5 separate regions of the Sus scrofa genome follow, and all the other regions are linked to region 5. A link is a contact called in public Hi-C and HiChIP or PLAC-seq data. All regions are on one chromosome and are shown on one strand. Each heading gives the region's core, a stretch centred on a gene start, on an enhancer-like site or on the middle of the called end of the contact. The rest is flanking DNA. Distances are from core to core; before and after follow the strand shown.

The links. Hi-C and Micro-C count contacts between places; a contact is called where the count stands out from the background. HiChIP or PLAC-seq counts read pairs in DNA pulled down with a chosen protein or histone mark.
Region 1: an H3K27ac HiChIP or PLAC-seq map of skeletal muscle shows a contact between it and region 5, with 7 times the contacts expected there. The contact joins two enhancer-like sites. A contact is called at or near these places in 3 of 47 Hi-C or Micro-C datasets (epiblast stem cells, psoas muscle and retroperitoneal adipose tissue) and 1 of 2 datasets of contacts at active chromatin or transcription factors (skeletal muscle).
Region 2: a Hi-C map of skeletal muscle shows a contact between it and region 5, with 5 times the contacts expected there. The contact joins the promoter of LOC100516424 here to the enhancer-like site in region 5. A contact is called at or near these places in 1 of 5 promoter capture datasets (fetal skeletal muscle), 2 of 47 Hi-C or Micro-C datasets (both in skeletal muscle) and 2 of 2 datasets of contacts at active chromatin or transcription factors (alveolar macrophages and skeletal muscle).
Region 3: a contact with region 5 is called in an H3K27ac HiChIP or PLAC-seq map of skeletal muscle. The contact joins two enhancer-like sites. A contact is called at or near these places in 1 of 47 Hi-C or Micro-C datasets (embryonic fibroblasts) and 1 of 2 datasets of contacts at active chromatin or transcription factors (skeletal muscle).
Region 4: an H3K27ac HiChIP or PLAC-seq map of skeletal muscle shows a contact between it and region 5, with 6 times the contacts expected there. The contact joins two enhancer-like sites. A contact is called at or near these places in 1 of 47 Hi-C or Micro-C datasets (fetal heart ventricle) and 1 of 2 datasets of contacts at active chromatin or transcription factors (skeletal muscle).

Annotation. Positions count from the first base shown.
Region 1 is chr2:130,971,063-130,973,762 of Sscrofa11.1, reverse strand. The region is part of intron 5 of LOC100516424; the gene reads left to right. Among named protein-coding and RNA genes, the nearest start is that of SLC12A2, 44 kb to the left of the region's middle. Within about 2 kb of position 1,417, at least 3 of the 83 cell types and tissues checked have an H3K27ac peak or open chromatin away from gene starts, as enhancers often do. A contact at or near this core is called in skeletal muscle, where this site is marked.
Region 2 is chr2:131,015,091-131,017,790 of Sscrofa11.1, reverse strand. It overlaps LOC100516424, which reads left to right and starts at 1,250. Exons shown (of 6, transcript XM_021084715.1): 1 at 1,250-2,395. The coding sequence starts at 1,252. The coding sequence ends at 2,085. It overlaps SLC12A2 (solute carrier family 12 member 2), which reads right to left and starts at 1,361. Exons shown (of 27, transcript XM_003123899.5): 1 at 449-1,361. The coding sequence starts at 1,174.
Region 3 is chr2:130,853,337-130,856,036 of Sscrofa11.1, reverse strand. It overlaps a transcript of LOC106509551 not described here. Among named protein-coding and RNA genes, the nearest start is that of SLC12A2, 160 kb to the left of the region's middle. Within about 2 kb of position 1,321, at least 7 of the 83 cell types and tissues checked have an H3K27ac peak or open chromatin away from gene starts, as enhancers often do. A contact at or near this core is called in skeletal muscle, where this site is marked.
Region 4 is chr2:130,911,711-130,914,410 of Sscrofa11.1, reverse strand. No RefSeq gene overlaps it. Among named protein-coding and RNA genes, the nearest start is that of SLC12A2, 100 kb to the left of the region's middle. Within about 2 kb of position 1,265, at least 12 of the 83 cell types and tissues checked have an H3K27ac peak or open chromatin away from gene starts, as enhancers often do. A contact at or near this core is called in skeletal muscle, where this site is marked.
Region 5 is chr2:130,523,514-130,526,213 of Sscrofa11.1, reverse strand. All of the region lies in intron 1 of LOC106509550 (a long non-coding RNA gene), which reads right to left. Among named protein-coding and RNA genes, the nearest start is that of CTXN3, 72 kb to the left of the region's middle. Within about 2 kb of position 1,348, at least 6 of the 83 cell types and tissues checked have an H3K27ac peak or open chromatin away from gene starts, as enhancers often do. A contact at or near this core is called in skeletal muscle, where this site is marked.

The DNA of each region.
Region 1 (2,700 bases), core at 168-2,667, 450 kb before region 5:
GCCAGCAGTCTTCCCCCTGCTTCACGCTAAAAACATGGCCACGGGCAGCAACTAAGTTTCTATGTCATGGACTCAGCCAACCTGAGAAAAACTAAATCCGTCTCAATCCTTTCTCATCTCCCCACCCCATTCACCCTTCCAGATTTTGAGGATTCACAGATGCTCACCTTGGCACAATCACCGTGGGCCAGAGGGTGTTGTTATTTGATGAACATGGTTATCAGAAGTCACTCAATAGCCATATAAATGGTGGAGCGGAAACTCTATAAATACCACCACATTCTTATCATGCATCACACTCATTGTTATTTGGAGATATTCATTGTAATAAATTGGCATCATTAAACCTGCAAAGGAAAGTATTCTTTTTTTAATAAGAATAGCTTTTTCTAAGACAGATAATTTTGTCTTATAGTGGGCAGCAGCACCTTCACATGTTTTTGAGCTATATATCTACAAAAAAGATACCATCTTCTACACTCTAGTTTTACTCAAACTGAGAAGTATCTGTTGTCAGAACCATAATAAGAATAAGAAAATTCTGGTTTGTGCTTAACAGATACACATTACTGTGTATAAAATAGATAAGCAATAAGGACCTGCTGTATAGCACAGGGAACTATAGTATCTTGTAGTAATTTATAGAAATAGAAAAGAATCTAAAAAAGAATATATATGTATATGAATTATACATGTATAATCAAATCACTTTGTTCCACGCCTGAAACTAACACAACATTGTAAATTAACTCTACTGTAGCTAATATAAAAAGAATCCCAAAAAAAGTAAAATAAAGTTCTACACTGGAAAAGATAAAACCTTAAAATTTAACTCTTCTAGACTTAAATATAGAATCATGTTTTTACATAATGAATTTTATGGTTATTATAAGGCAAATACATCTAGTGTTTAAGAATAGAACATTAATATTTATAAAGAAAAACGATGACCAAGTTAAAGTAAATCTAAATTTTCTATGAACTTTCACTATGCAGTTAGAAAAATGTTTCCACAGGAAAATAAAATCTTCCAGTCAAGCATGTTGAAATATTTTGGAGAAGAAGGAAATACTAGGATAGAAGCCCTCAGGCAAACTAGGTCTTAGAGAATTTCACCAGTGCTATGTTTTCTAGAATAGCCTATAATGTTATATAAGCCTGGGATCTCTACATTTTTGTTACTTCTCTTATTCTCTACTTTACGTATTGCTGAGTAACAAATTATCTCCGAATTTAGAAGCTTAAAACAACAAGCATTTATTATCCCACACAGTTTCTGACACTCAGCAGTGCAGGAGGAGCTTAGCTGGGTGGTTCTGGCTTGGGTCTCTCCTGAAGTTGCAGTTAAGCTGTCAGCTGGTGCTGCAGGCATCTGAAGGCTTGACTGAACTGGGAGAGCTTCTGCTAAGCTCCCGAGTTTGGCTGTTAGCAGGAGGCCTCATTTCCTCACTGCCAGGTCCTCTCTGCAGGGCTGCTCATGACACAGCAGTTCATTTCCCCCAGAGCAAATTATCTAAGAAAGTGTTGGTAGGGATGGGGAATATAGAAGGTACGCTGTCTTTTATGACTTAGCCTTGGAAGTGACAAGCTTCCGCACTTGCCCAGTGTGACTGGCCAGTAGAACGACCTAACCCTAACGTAATGGGGGAAGGGCTCAACGAATTCCGGGAATTGGGAATCACTGGGGATCATCTTGTAGGCCGGCTGCCACATCCACCATGCTCAGATCTTAAAAATTGCCCTAATAATTTGATTTATATTCGCATCCCTAGAACTCTGCTTCCCTTGTATTTTTTTTCTTGATACTCCCAGTAACGCCAAATCAATGGTAATTTTATTGTTAGTATGTGGAGACCTACTTTAAATATTTCTAATGTTTAGAGCTTGAAGTTTCTTATATTTTTACCAGTGATCTAAGTTCTGGAATTAGGCATATTATATTTATTTTATTTTATTTTATTTTTAATTTATTTTGCTTTTTACGGCCGCACCCATGGCATATGGAGGTTCCCAGGCTAGGGGTCTAATCGGAGCTACAGCTGCCGTCCTGCATGATAGCTCACAGCAACACGGGATTCTTAACCCACTGAGGGAGGCCAGGGATCGAACCCACAACCTCATGGTTCCTAGTCGGTTTCGTTTCTGCTGCATCACGACAGGAACTCCCATAGTTATTTAAAAAAATAGATGGATTAAATGTTTCTAATTGGGCTATCATTCATCTATTAATTTATTCAACAAATAGTTCTTGAATTCAGGGCACTGTATTTTCTTTATTGCTGCAATATGTCACCTGTATTCTAGCCTCCTCTTTTAAAATAGCTTTATTGAGATATATTTCACATATCATTCAGTTCACTGATTTAAAGTGTAAAGCCCCTTATTTTTAAGCGATAGTTTTCAAGACAATGGTCTGGTAATATCTAAGCTTGGATATTTGGCCATCCTATAGGTAAATAAGAAGGACCACCTTTTAGACTCTGGATACATGTTCTTCTGCCATCGCAAACTGGAAGAACAGATATCCCATTTATTCTTCCTGCGACTGTTCTGCAGAACTCCAGGGAACACTCCTGGAGGGGTGTTAATTGTGTGGCGAACAGGACCAAACAAGTAACTTCAGTGTCCTGGAGACCTGTTTCCCATGATAAGTCCTCCAAGTCATAGCCCTATCATTTCCCCCCGGAAACCAGATAAACA
Region 2 (2,700 bases), core at 1-2,500, 490 kb before region 5:
GCCATATAGTACAACCTTTTAAAAAGGACACCGACGGTAGGTGGATGATCTCCACGCTCTCCAGAGAGAAGTCCTCACCTAAACCTCCTGCACATTCCCTTCTGGGGCTTTAAAGCACAACTGTCATTCAGAAGAATGGTAATTGTTTAAGCGTGGGTGAGGAGGGAAAAAAAACCGTACGCAAGATATATAACTGGATGGGAAAGGTTGTTAAATGCAGTCTCTCCGGTATCACGTAACTAGCCCAACCCGCTGCAAACTTTTAAGAGATTAAGTTACATTCTTCTGCAATTCCACCCTTGACAGCTGAATCCAGAGATGCCAGCGAGTCATGCACGTCCATTCCCACCGCTTCACCCGCGGGTGCGCGACTATAACCCACGGTCAGCGAGGGCTAGTGGCTGGGGGAAGCAGGCAGGGCTGCAGAGAGAGGGCCAGGGGAGCTCACCTTTTCCAGCTCATCATGAAGCTCTGCCAGGCTGGGCCGGAGCAGCTTCTCACCCAGCTGCGCCGCTGTGTGCCGGTAGTGGTCGATCCTGGGCACGGCGTCCATAGTGTTGTGGCCGAAGGTGCGCAGGTAGTAGGTGTTGGTGTGGGTGTCATAGTAGTAGTGCTGGTGGTGCCCACTGCCGCCACCGCCGCCCGAGTGCAGGCTGCTCCCCTCGCTCAGCACTGTGTCCCCGCCGTTCTGGAAGCTCACGTTGGGCCCTTCGCCGCCGATCCCCGCCGCATCCGACATGCTCTCATCCGCCGACGAAGAGGCAGCCGGGTCCACGAAGTTCACACGGAAACGGCCCTTGGCTTCCTCGCTGCCTTTGGCTAGACCGCTTTCGCCGTTGGCTTTCCCGTCTGCCGGGGTCTCCTTGCCGCCCGCGCCAGCGCTAGCAGCCGCCGCCGCCCGCCCGGCATTCTCCGAAACCAGATCCACCTGGAAGCGGCTCTGGCTCGGGGTGGGCCCCAAGGGTCTGCCCAGTCCGTCCCCGGCCGCCGCGGCACCCTCCCCGCGCACCCCGCCGCCACCCCGGCTCGCAGCCGCAGCATCCTCAGGCACTGAGGGCACCGCCGTGCCGGGCAGGTCCACCCCGGCGGCAGCCAGCGCGGCGGCTGGAGGCGTCTCCCCACCCGCCGCCAGCCTCGGGGCGCCGGGGGAGGGCGCCTTGGGCCCCGGCTCCATCTCCGCCCGACCCCCGGCGGACCGAGAGAGCCTGGCGGACCTCGCGGACTGCACGCCCTCCGCACCCCTGGCCGGCGATGGTTGCGGCCGCAACGCCAGGTAAGGGAGTCGCTCTCCCAGTCGCGCTCGCGGCCGCTAGCCCGGGCCGGCACGAACGCCTCCGACAGGCGAGTCTGCGCGCGAGTGCAGCAGCCGCGGGGCGGTCCCCGCTGTTTAAAGCCTCGGCGGGGCCGCGGTGGTGGCGGCTCCGGCTGCTGCACGCGGGAGGCGGGGCCCGCGGCTCCTCCGCCTCTCAGCCCGCCCACCCGCGATCCCGCAGTGGCGCGCAGCGGAGACTCTCTCGGTGCCAGGCTCCAGCGCGATCCAACGCAGGAATCGCGTCCGGCCAGTCCACGCCGGGCCTCGGGCAGCACGAGCAGCACAGTCCGGGAGCGGTCGGGCGCCGCCTCGTTGTCGTCTCCGGGAAGATCTCCGCGTCGCTTCCTCCTCTTCCGTCGTCCTCCTCCAACCCCTCCACCTCCCTCCCCCGCCCCGCTCTGCGGCGGAGAGGAACGGGCCCCCCGGCCGCCTCCCTCTCTCCCCGCCCCTGGGACCGCGCGTCAGTGGGCCGGCAGCCCAGGCCACGGCAACTCGGGCTGCGGACGGTGCCCGGCCGGGCCGGCGAAGGGGAGCGCTGCCCCTGCCTCGGCACACGCTTATTGCTGATGTTCCAGCGACAGCTGCCACCGCGGTGGTGGCCCCGGAGAGTATCGCCTGCTCCTTTTTTTGGTTTTTTTTTTTTTTTTTTTTTTTTTTACGTTTCTGAGCTCTCAGTATTGGACCCAGCCGGCGAGATCTCGCGAGATGCTGCAGGACTACCCGGCCGCTTCCCCTGCGGCGCGTGGTACCCGAGGCGATGCCGGTGCCGCTAACCGCCCTGCTCTCCTGCGGGTGATGTCTGGGGCTTTCTTCTTGGGCCCGCAGGTGCTTCCGGAGTTGGGGGCAAGGTGCACCCTCCAGCAAGGCCTGGCCTTGCTAGGAGCTCTGGACCGCCGCGAATCCCCTCACCCACTCCAGGCCTGAGCCTAGAGGGAGGCAGGATTTCCTCTGGGCTGCCTTTGAGGCGTTTACCCGCCTGGCAGCGTTAGATTTGCATAACCAGATACGAATTCCAGTGGAGATGCAGTGGGTGTGTCTGCATTTCCGATTACACCATCATTTTAAAAGCTGTGATGTTCGAAGGTGAGAAAGGAGCCTTTTTAACTTGTAGCATTTCCCCCCCCAAAATAGGAAACAGCATATAAATGAATACACTGAAAGCAATAACTAACCGTGGACTACTAACTAGGAAGTTTTGACGTGCTTGGGGTATGAAGAATTGGGCTATTTCAAGTAAAACATAAAGGTACTCTTTTCCTGTGCAGGCCTACTTGTAAAATGTAGGGGAATATAATTATTGAACTTTTTTAGCAGTAGAATATATTTTTAACCTAAATGCAACCCACAGCCCTGCATAAAGTCATATAACCATGAAGGGCTTTTTCCAT
Region 3 (2,700 bases), core at 72-2,571, 330 kb before region 5:
CACTGAACAAGGCCAGAGATTGAACCTGCATCCTCATGGATGCTAGTCAGTTTTGTTACTGCTGAGCCACAATGGGAACTCCCTAATTTTATTTATTTTTAAATCATTCAATAATTATAGGTAGAAGACCTTGTATACTGAATGCTAATGATAAAAGGGCAAAAATACAGCAGGGCGGCATCATGTAGGCAATCACAGTCCCTAGGTCTGGGTCCTGTCTCTGCCCTCTCCGTGGAGAGTAGTAGAGAGAGAGGGTAGAAACACAGCGAGACAGAGAGAGAGAGAGTCAGCGTGTCTCAGTCAGCTCAGGCTATCACAACAAGATACAGACTGGGTGTCTTAAAGAACAGACATTTGTTTTGTCAGAGATCTAGAGTTTTGAAGCCCAAGATCAAGTGTGGTTGGGATCTGGTGAGGACTCTCGTCCTGACTTGCAGACAGCTGCCTTCTTGCTGTGTCCACACATGGTAGAGAAAGAAATCCCAGGTTGTCTGACGTATCTTCTTATAAGTCATGGGAGTTCTCATTGTGGCGCTTGGGGTTCCTGTTGTGGCTCAGCGGAAATGAATCAGACTAGTATCCGTGAGGTTGTGGGTTCAATCCCTGGCCTTACTCAGTGGGTTAAGGATCAGGAGTTGCCCTGAGCTGTGATATAGGTCTCAGACGCAGCTTGGATCCTGTGTGGCTGTGGCTTTGGTGTACACTGGCAGCTTCAGCTCTGATTCAACCCCTAGCCTGGGTTGAATCCATATGCAATGGGTGTGGCCCTAAAGGGGGGGGGCGGGGAAAGGCATGAACCCCATTCAGAGGGCCCTTCCCTCATGACCTCGTCTAACTTAATTACCTCCCAGAGGCCCCCTCCTCTAAATACACTTACATGGGGGCTTAGGGCTTCAATATCTGGATTTTGTGGGGGATATTATTCAGTCAATGCACAGGAAAAAAAAAAAAAACTGGAAAAGCAGGAGAGATGAAACATGAAGGCCAAAACAGGAGAGGTGGCTTGAGGCTTTGATTCCAACTGTAAGGTTTGCATGTATTAAATGAAAATGCTGATAAGGAGACACACTAATGACTGTGTACACCGAAAAGGGTATTTCTCACCCAAGTATGTTTTACTATTAAATGACCTCTTTACACATATAACAAAAATATTTTTGTTCCGTTTGTAAACACATTACGAATAACAAGAGTGTTTTCATCTTTTCAACCAAGTAAGGGACTCCAGGACTCACATCCTATTTGTACTGGAAAGAGCCCAAGGCCACCCCAGCCAATTTTCCAGACTCTACCACTAACCTGAGCCTGATCCGGTCTGTGCTGCTCTTCCCTCCTCCAGGCTCCCTCATCTGTCAGAGGAAGGGCTGTGCATCCCTAAGGTCCAGACTGCTCTCCATGCCCCCAAATCTCAACCCCCTGCGGGGTCTTCCCTGGCCTTTTGCTGGAAACTCAGACAGTCTTGCCACGGCTGCCTGAGGCATGGAGGAGTCTGTCTGCTGACCACATAATCTCAGGTTTAATCTCATACCCAGAGGCAGTAAGAGCCCCAGAGGCAAGAGAGATTCCTGTCTGTCAGACAGAAGGGGCAAATCTGATGAGCCAGAGTTGGGATATGATGTCATCACAACTGCTACTGTAGTGGAGGTTTTTATAAGCATAAGCCATTTTTCAGGATTTCTCCTCTTTCAATGCCTTAAACAGATGGGAAGCAGGAGTGAGAGCACAGATTTAGGGTCATGACAAAGAGGAAGCAGGAGAACGGATGTTGGTAGTTGTGCAGATTTAGGAAAGTTTAGAAAGAGAACAGACAACTTGAGCTTTCAGCTTACAGCATTCAGCTTGCATCAGGCCAGGCGATGTTCATTTTTCCATGTCACCTTGAAAGGTGAAAGGCCTGGAAGAAATGGTGACATTTGCTTTTGTCTATTTCCAGCTTCCCATTCTTAATCCCCTTAAAAATTTCAGGCTCTTAGCAAAGTGTCAATGAGAGTTATATTTAAAAAATGACTACATAGGGAGTTCCCTGCTGATCTAGTAGTTAGGACTTGGCATTCTCACCACTGTGGCCTGGGTTCAATCCCTAGTCTGGGAAGTGAGATCCCACATCAAGCCGCTGCATGCTGCAGCCAACAGACAAACAAACCATCTTTAAAAAATGACTAAATACATAACAGCAGAGGTAATTTTCCCTTCAGTAGCATAGACTTAGAGTTGGAATGTGCATTTTGGGGATGCGCTGTTCTCACCTGCACAGGAATTATTTCTGAAACATCCCCAGATGATGCTTTTCTAAGTGAGTGGCTCTCAGTGTCCCTCAGGCTCTTCTTAAGTCAGCTGCTAATTGTAATCAAAGAGTAAAATTTGCATTTTGCCATCCTATTGTTACAGAGATAGCTGGAGGGGTGGGGAGGGGCGCTGTGTTAGGTCAGGGAAGTGCAGGGTACAACTTATTGCTAATTGGGGGAGAGAGCGATGTGGTGGCCCAGTGAATGGCTGGAAAGCTTTTTTCAGTTTTTATAAATTGTTCTTTCTAAAAAAAAGGTGTGCTCCTTTTGATCCCTTTGCAGTCCCCACCCAAAAGTATTCACTGAACAGAGAAATGCTAAGAACCACTGCCCTAGTGTCTGATCTAATACCCCTAACAATGAGAAGTACACTTCTTCCCTGTTAGGGCTCTAGCATCCTCATGGGCATTTTTTT
Region 4 (2,700 bases), core at 16-2,515, 390 kb before region 5:
GATAATTAGAGTCTATCATAGAGTTGATGCGAGGACTTTAAATGAATTAACATGCATAATGCACTTAGGACAGTGCCTGGCATATAGTTTCAATTATTTTAGTTATTTAGTTATTATCATAAACATTGTTACTAAAAACAGAGTCAACTATTTACATCAAAATCTCTCCCCAAACACTCATCATATATCATTTCTCATCTCTCCTTTTTTTGGGATCATAATCAATTTGATACGTGTGTGCTATTGTATCCATCACCTGTGCGTTATCTAACAATGATAAAGAAAATGAGATAGATAATTCACATCACATGAGACTTATGCTACCAAAGTGTCAGGCATGTGACAGGTCGTGATGACAGCTCAAGCAGGAGCTTGATGGAGTGTCAAGTTCATTACCAGAAAGAATCAATGAGGCCTCCAGCTCAGGTGCATCACGTGCTATCAGGCTATAACTTTGATATTGTTTACTGTACCTTTGGTCAAAAAGGCAGCATAATTGACCAGAAAACAGACTTAACCTGAAGTAACAAGAACAAACATTCTAGCACGATACCTGTTCTCACCTCACGCCAGGCACATGAATATCTAGCTTAAGCACTGTATGAAAAGAAAGGATCTGACTAGATAAGTTACTTTTTTGTTACGTGCAAAGTAAATTTTCATGGAGCTTCAAGAATCACAGCACTTTGCAATGCGAGACCCTACTTTTATAAAGGAAAACCAGCCCCGGAAATGCCGCATGAATGGCCCAAAGTAACTTCGTTGGTGGCAGTGCCAGGATTAATATCCTGTTTATACCTCTGATACCTTAATTGTGGCTTAAAGGTCAGAGCGCAGCTTTGAGGGCCTGAGCTCAGGCCTAGGCCCAAGGACCCCTGACGCCTTTCCCTCTTGCCCTCACCACCCAGTCAGCATGTCAGCATCTGTCCCTTCACCAAAGCTGGAGACTGTGACTGTGAGTCTCCTTCAGGAAAGAGTTCTGGCCACTGGCCCAGCCCCGAGCATTTGTATAGACAGCTTTAATCCCGGGGCGAAGCAATCGTGTGTTCCTGCCTTTGTCTACGGGTCAGTCATCACATTGTGGACAGAAGCCAGTCCACATTAGCTTACACACCAAGTGGGATGTATTCAAACTGAAGGAAGATATGAGAAACAAGCTGAGAAGCCTCCAGAAGACTGGAATTCGTTCACATTCCATCACAATCTCTCATCGCTGCCAGAGAAGCTGAGTGTTGGCTTCGTTTTCCCAGATCCGTTCCCGCCCTTCATGTAGGGACCTGGCTACCACAGCTACAGAATCCTCGGGATCTCATAAGGTACAACAGGCCTGGCTGACACGGTGAGCCCATCACTGCCAAAGGGAAGACGAAGTATTGCAGCTCTCCACTTTGAGGGCAGCAGAGCAAAGGGGACCATGGAATTATCAACCTTCTCTTTTTTTCTTTTCTTTTTTTTGGTCCGTGCCTTGCATGCAGAAGTTCCCAGGCCAGGGATCACCCTTGCGTCACAGCAATGACCCAAGCCGCTGCTGTGACACCACCAGATCCTTAAGCTGCGGGGACACCAGGGAATTCCATCTCTTTCTATAACAAACTTTCTGTGACATCTGTTCGTCTGGGATTTAAGAGCCCGAAACACCTCCCTGGATGAAAAACATAGCAACTTGCCTAATATTTATTATCACTTAGAACTTGCTAACTGCTTATGTTTGGTCACACATGGGATAGTTGTTGAAAAGCTGTTTTACAAATGAGAAAACCAAAGATCTACCTTGCTGTGGTCACATACTTAGTAAGTAGTCAAACATAAACTAGAACTGGAGCATTTTGTCTCATTAAAGTTTCTTTCCTCCTATTTTTCCAAATCAAGGTGAGCAAGGGTATTTATTGTTTTTCTTTTTTCTTTCTTGTCTTTTTGCCTTTTCTAGAGCCATTCCTGCGGCATATGGAGGTTCCCAGTAGGGGTCGAATCGGAACTGTAGCCGTCGACCTACACCAGAGCCACAGCAACATGGGATCCAAGCCGCGGCTGTGACCTACACCACAGCTCATGGCAACACCGGATCCTTAACACACTGAGCAAGGCAAGGGATCCAACCCACAACCTCATGGTTCCTAGTCGGATTCGTTAACCACTGCGCCACGACAGGAACTCCTTGTTTTTCAATTTATAGGCAATATATACAGTGTGCTAGGAACCTGGTGTGGTGTGTGCATCATTACCTCTGGTGAATGAATGAATGTGCATTTTGCCCATGTCACAGAGTGAAGCTCCAACAAGGTCAGGAGCAGAAATGAAGGGCTGCTTCCCATGAGGCCCCACCAGCTTCTCTTCTCCTCTATCCACAGGACTGGCACTCTTCTTGAGGCCTGACTGAAGGAAGTTTTCTTTGCTTTCTTTCCCGATTCTCCTTGCCAGATCCTCGTGTTTGATTTTAAATTTATTATGACAGCACGTCCTGTTTACTTGGACTAGTTCACAATTATTCTTTTTGTCTTCTGTTCTATAATACAAGGGTTACTTTTTCATACCTGACCGGATACCTAGCATGTCTTTTATGTGTTTGGGTTTGTTTAGTTTTGCAAATACATTTCACAATTGTATTTAACAACCCAATCAGTTCATAGGATTGGGGGGTGGTGGTGAGTGGAATGAAATTCTGCAAGCACCTTTGCCTGGCTGTTAATGAAATGATTCATT
Region 5 (2,700 bases), core at 99-2,598:
TGGGGAGTTTTGAGCAGAAGATAAACACTGACAAGCAAAGACAGGAAAGAGGGAAAGTAAGAGTGTCAACAAGCAGGAGAGGAAACTGACATGGGACAGAGGGAGGTTAGAGTCTTCCAGACCAGAGACGGAGCCAAGAGGGAGGTGTCTTGGCCCCCAGGCTTCCACCTCTGAAGCACCTGCTGACAGCTGCTCAGAGCCACCGTTTCTTCCTCAGCTGCTCCAGATTCAGATGGAGAAACTAGAGGCCTGGGCTTTTCATTTGTCTCAACCTGATGGCAAGATCCTTCCTGGATGCTTGTTTTCGCTCTTTGAAATGTGTTTCTTTTATCACCTTCCGGTCCCAGGAACCGTCTGAATGGAGTGGAGAATAGGAGAGGGAGCAGAAGGCTCCACGGAGGGGAGGCCAACCCGTCAAAGGACAGAAGTCCCTTTGTCTCTCTGGGTTGTCAGGGAACAAAGGACAAATGTGCAGAATGGGGGCTGGAAAAGCTGCAGCGGATGCTTTTCTTTAAGGTCCCCTCTGAGCAGCACAGACTTTTCCCTGGGCTTGCAGGTTCATCCCATGGCCAAGCCAAAATTGTCATCCGTGCCCAGCCAGCCAGCCTGGAAACTGAGGCAGCCGTGCTCCGCCTTTCTAGCCCTGTGGCCAAAGCGGCTGAGTGACCTCCTATTAGAGGGGAGTCCTAGCGATCCAAAGGATACTGCCCATTTTTCTCTTTGCTTAAACTTACTGAAGTTCAAGTATCCAAAGAGTTCTGGGGCCCCTATACATGTTGTTGGGCTTTGGGGATGGTGACATTATACCTTTCACTTATGACATGAAGAGGAACCACGTACACAAGTGGAAAATTGACACTATGCTGTCTGGGCCACATCAACCTAGTTTTTATAGAAATCTTAATCCAATCAAAAACCACATGTCAGAAAAAACCGTAGCAGTCAGCAGTGTCTAGGCAAAAGTGCCACCTGTGCCTGAAAAACAGGAAGTAACGAAAGCAAAGAAAACCAGATCCAGAGAAATACAATTTGGAAACTTTTACGGTGAGATGTTGAGGTTTCTGTCACTGAATTCTCCCTCTGTCCATTTTCACCTGCCACCTCCTGGCCTCTGTGTCTTTCCAGATGGACAGTCTCCCACTGAGCATTTGGGAGCCATGCTTCCTGCCGAAGCACCCACTTTGACCAAGCCCAACTGCAGTCCCAGCTGCTAAAAGAGCCCTGTGTATATAAATTAAAGCAAATTAGCCACCGTGCCCTTTTCCTGGAAAGGAATCACATCTCCTTACGGGTATCTGTAAATCAAAACCGACTTGTCTGTGGCGTTCTCGTGGACTTGCCAAAACAAAACCCAGGCTGGCTTGGCTTGGACGAGGGCTGAGCACACAAAGAGATCTATTCACGCGTCTGGACTTCTAGAGAATCATACGGTCCAGTGAAGGTCAAGATGATCACAGCCTGATTTCAAAGGTTAGTTTTTAAAGGTACAGTTCACAACTGCTGCTAAACTTCTTTTCCCTTTAAAAACAAACACTCAGAGATAAGCAGCATAGAAAGACACCTCCAATCTGGCCAGTGGGGTGGCAGGGCAGGGGGTGTCATGTCTTTTTAAGCTATGCAATCGGTGTAGCAGAGTGAATTGGCTGTAAAGTCTAAGATTTAAAAAGCCTCCTATACTAGGGAATTGACAGGATGGGCTGTGGAAAACGGCCTGAAATGTCCACAAGTATCTCTATTTAAATGCAGAATTTCATCCATGTCTTATTATTTAGTCTTTTGTATTTAGTCTTTTGTATTTAGTCTTTTGAGGGAAACTATTCTTCCTCTCCAACTTTAGATTCCTTCCCTCTTTCCCCATTTCTTCTCCCTCCTACCTGCCTTTGTTTCTATCATTCCTTTTGATGAAATAAAGGAGGAAGATAGTAATGTTTATTGTGAACCTACTTTGATATCAAGCTTTCCTATGTACCATTCAGCAGCTCTAAGGAGGCTGTCCCTTGGCTTAAGCTGAAAAAGTCTATCATGATTCCTGTGAATTCACTTTCATAGAAATTTCTTTTTCTTTTTCTTTCCTTTTTTTTTTTTTTTTTTTTTTTTTTTGCTTTTTAGGGCCACAGGTGTGACCTATGGAAGTTCCCAGGCTAGGAGTTGAATCAGAGCTACAGCTGCCAGCCTACACTAGAGCCACAGCAATGCAAGATCTGAGCCGCGCCATAGCTCATGGCAATGATGGATCCTTAACCCACTGAGTAAAGCCAGGGATGGAACCCACGTCCTCATGGATACTAGTTGGGTTCGTTTCCACTGAGCCACGATGAGAGCACCGAGATTTCTTTTTTCAAGTAACAAAGACAGTTTATGAAGTGCACTGTTTTAAGATGTCAGAGTCCTCTGAGTAACTTCACATATCCAGTCATATCTAAGATGCTGCTCCCGAATGTGATTGGCACAGTATATATTTTCTCTTTTTGACACAAACATGCGCAAACATCCACACGTAACACACAAATACATATTCTTTCTTCTCTGTCTGTGATTTGCATGCAAAGTTTTCTTGGCTGTTATTTTCTCTTTCTCCCCCAGGAGGGCTTAGCCTCTGGGAGGAGGGTGTATCTTAAGCAGTCCTGAGAAAAGAAGCCTCTGTCCTTCCCAATGACCTTCTCTGAGCCTTCCCAGCCTGTCTTTCCTCTGTACCCCACC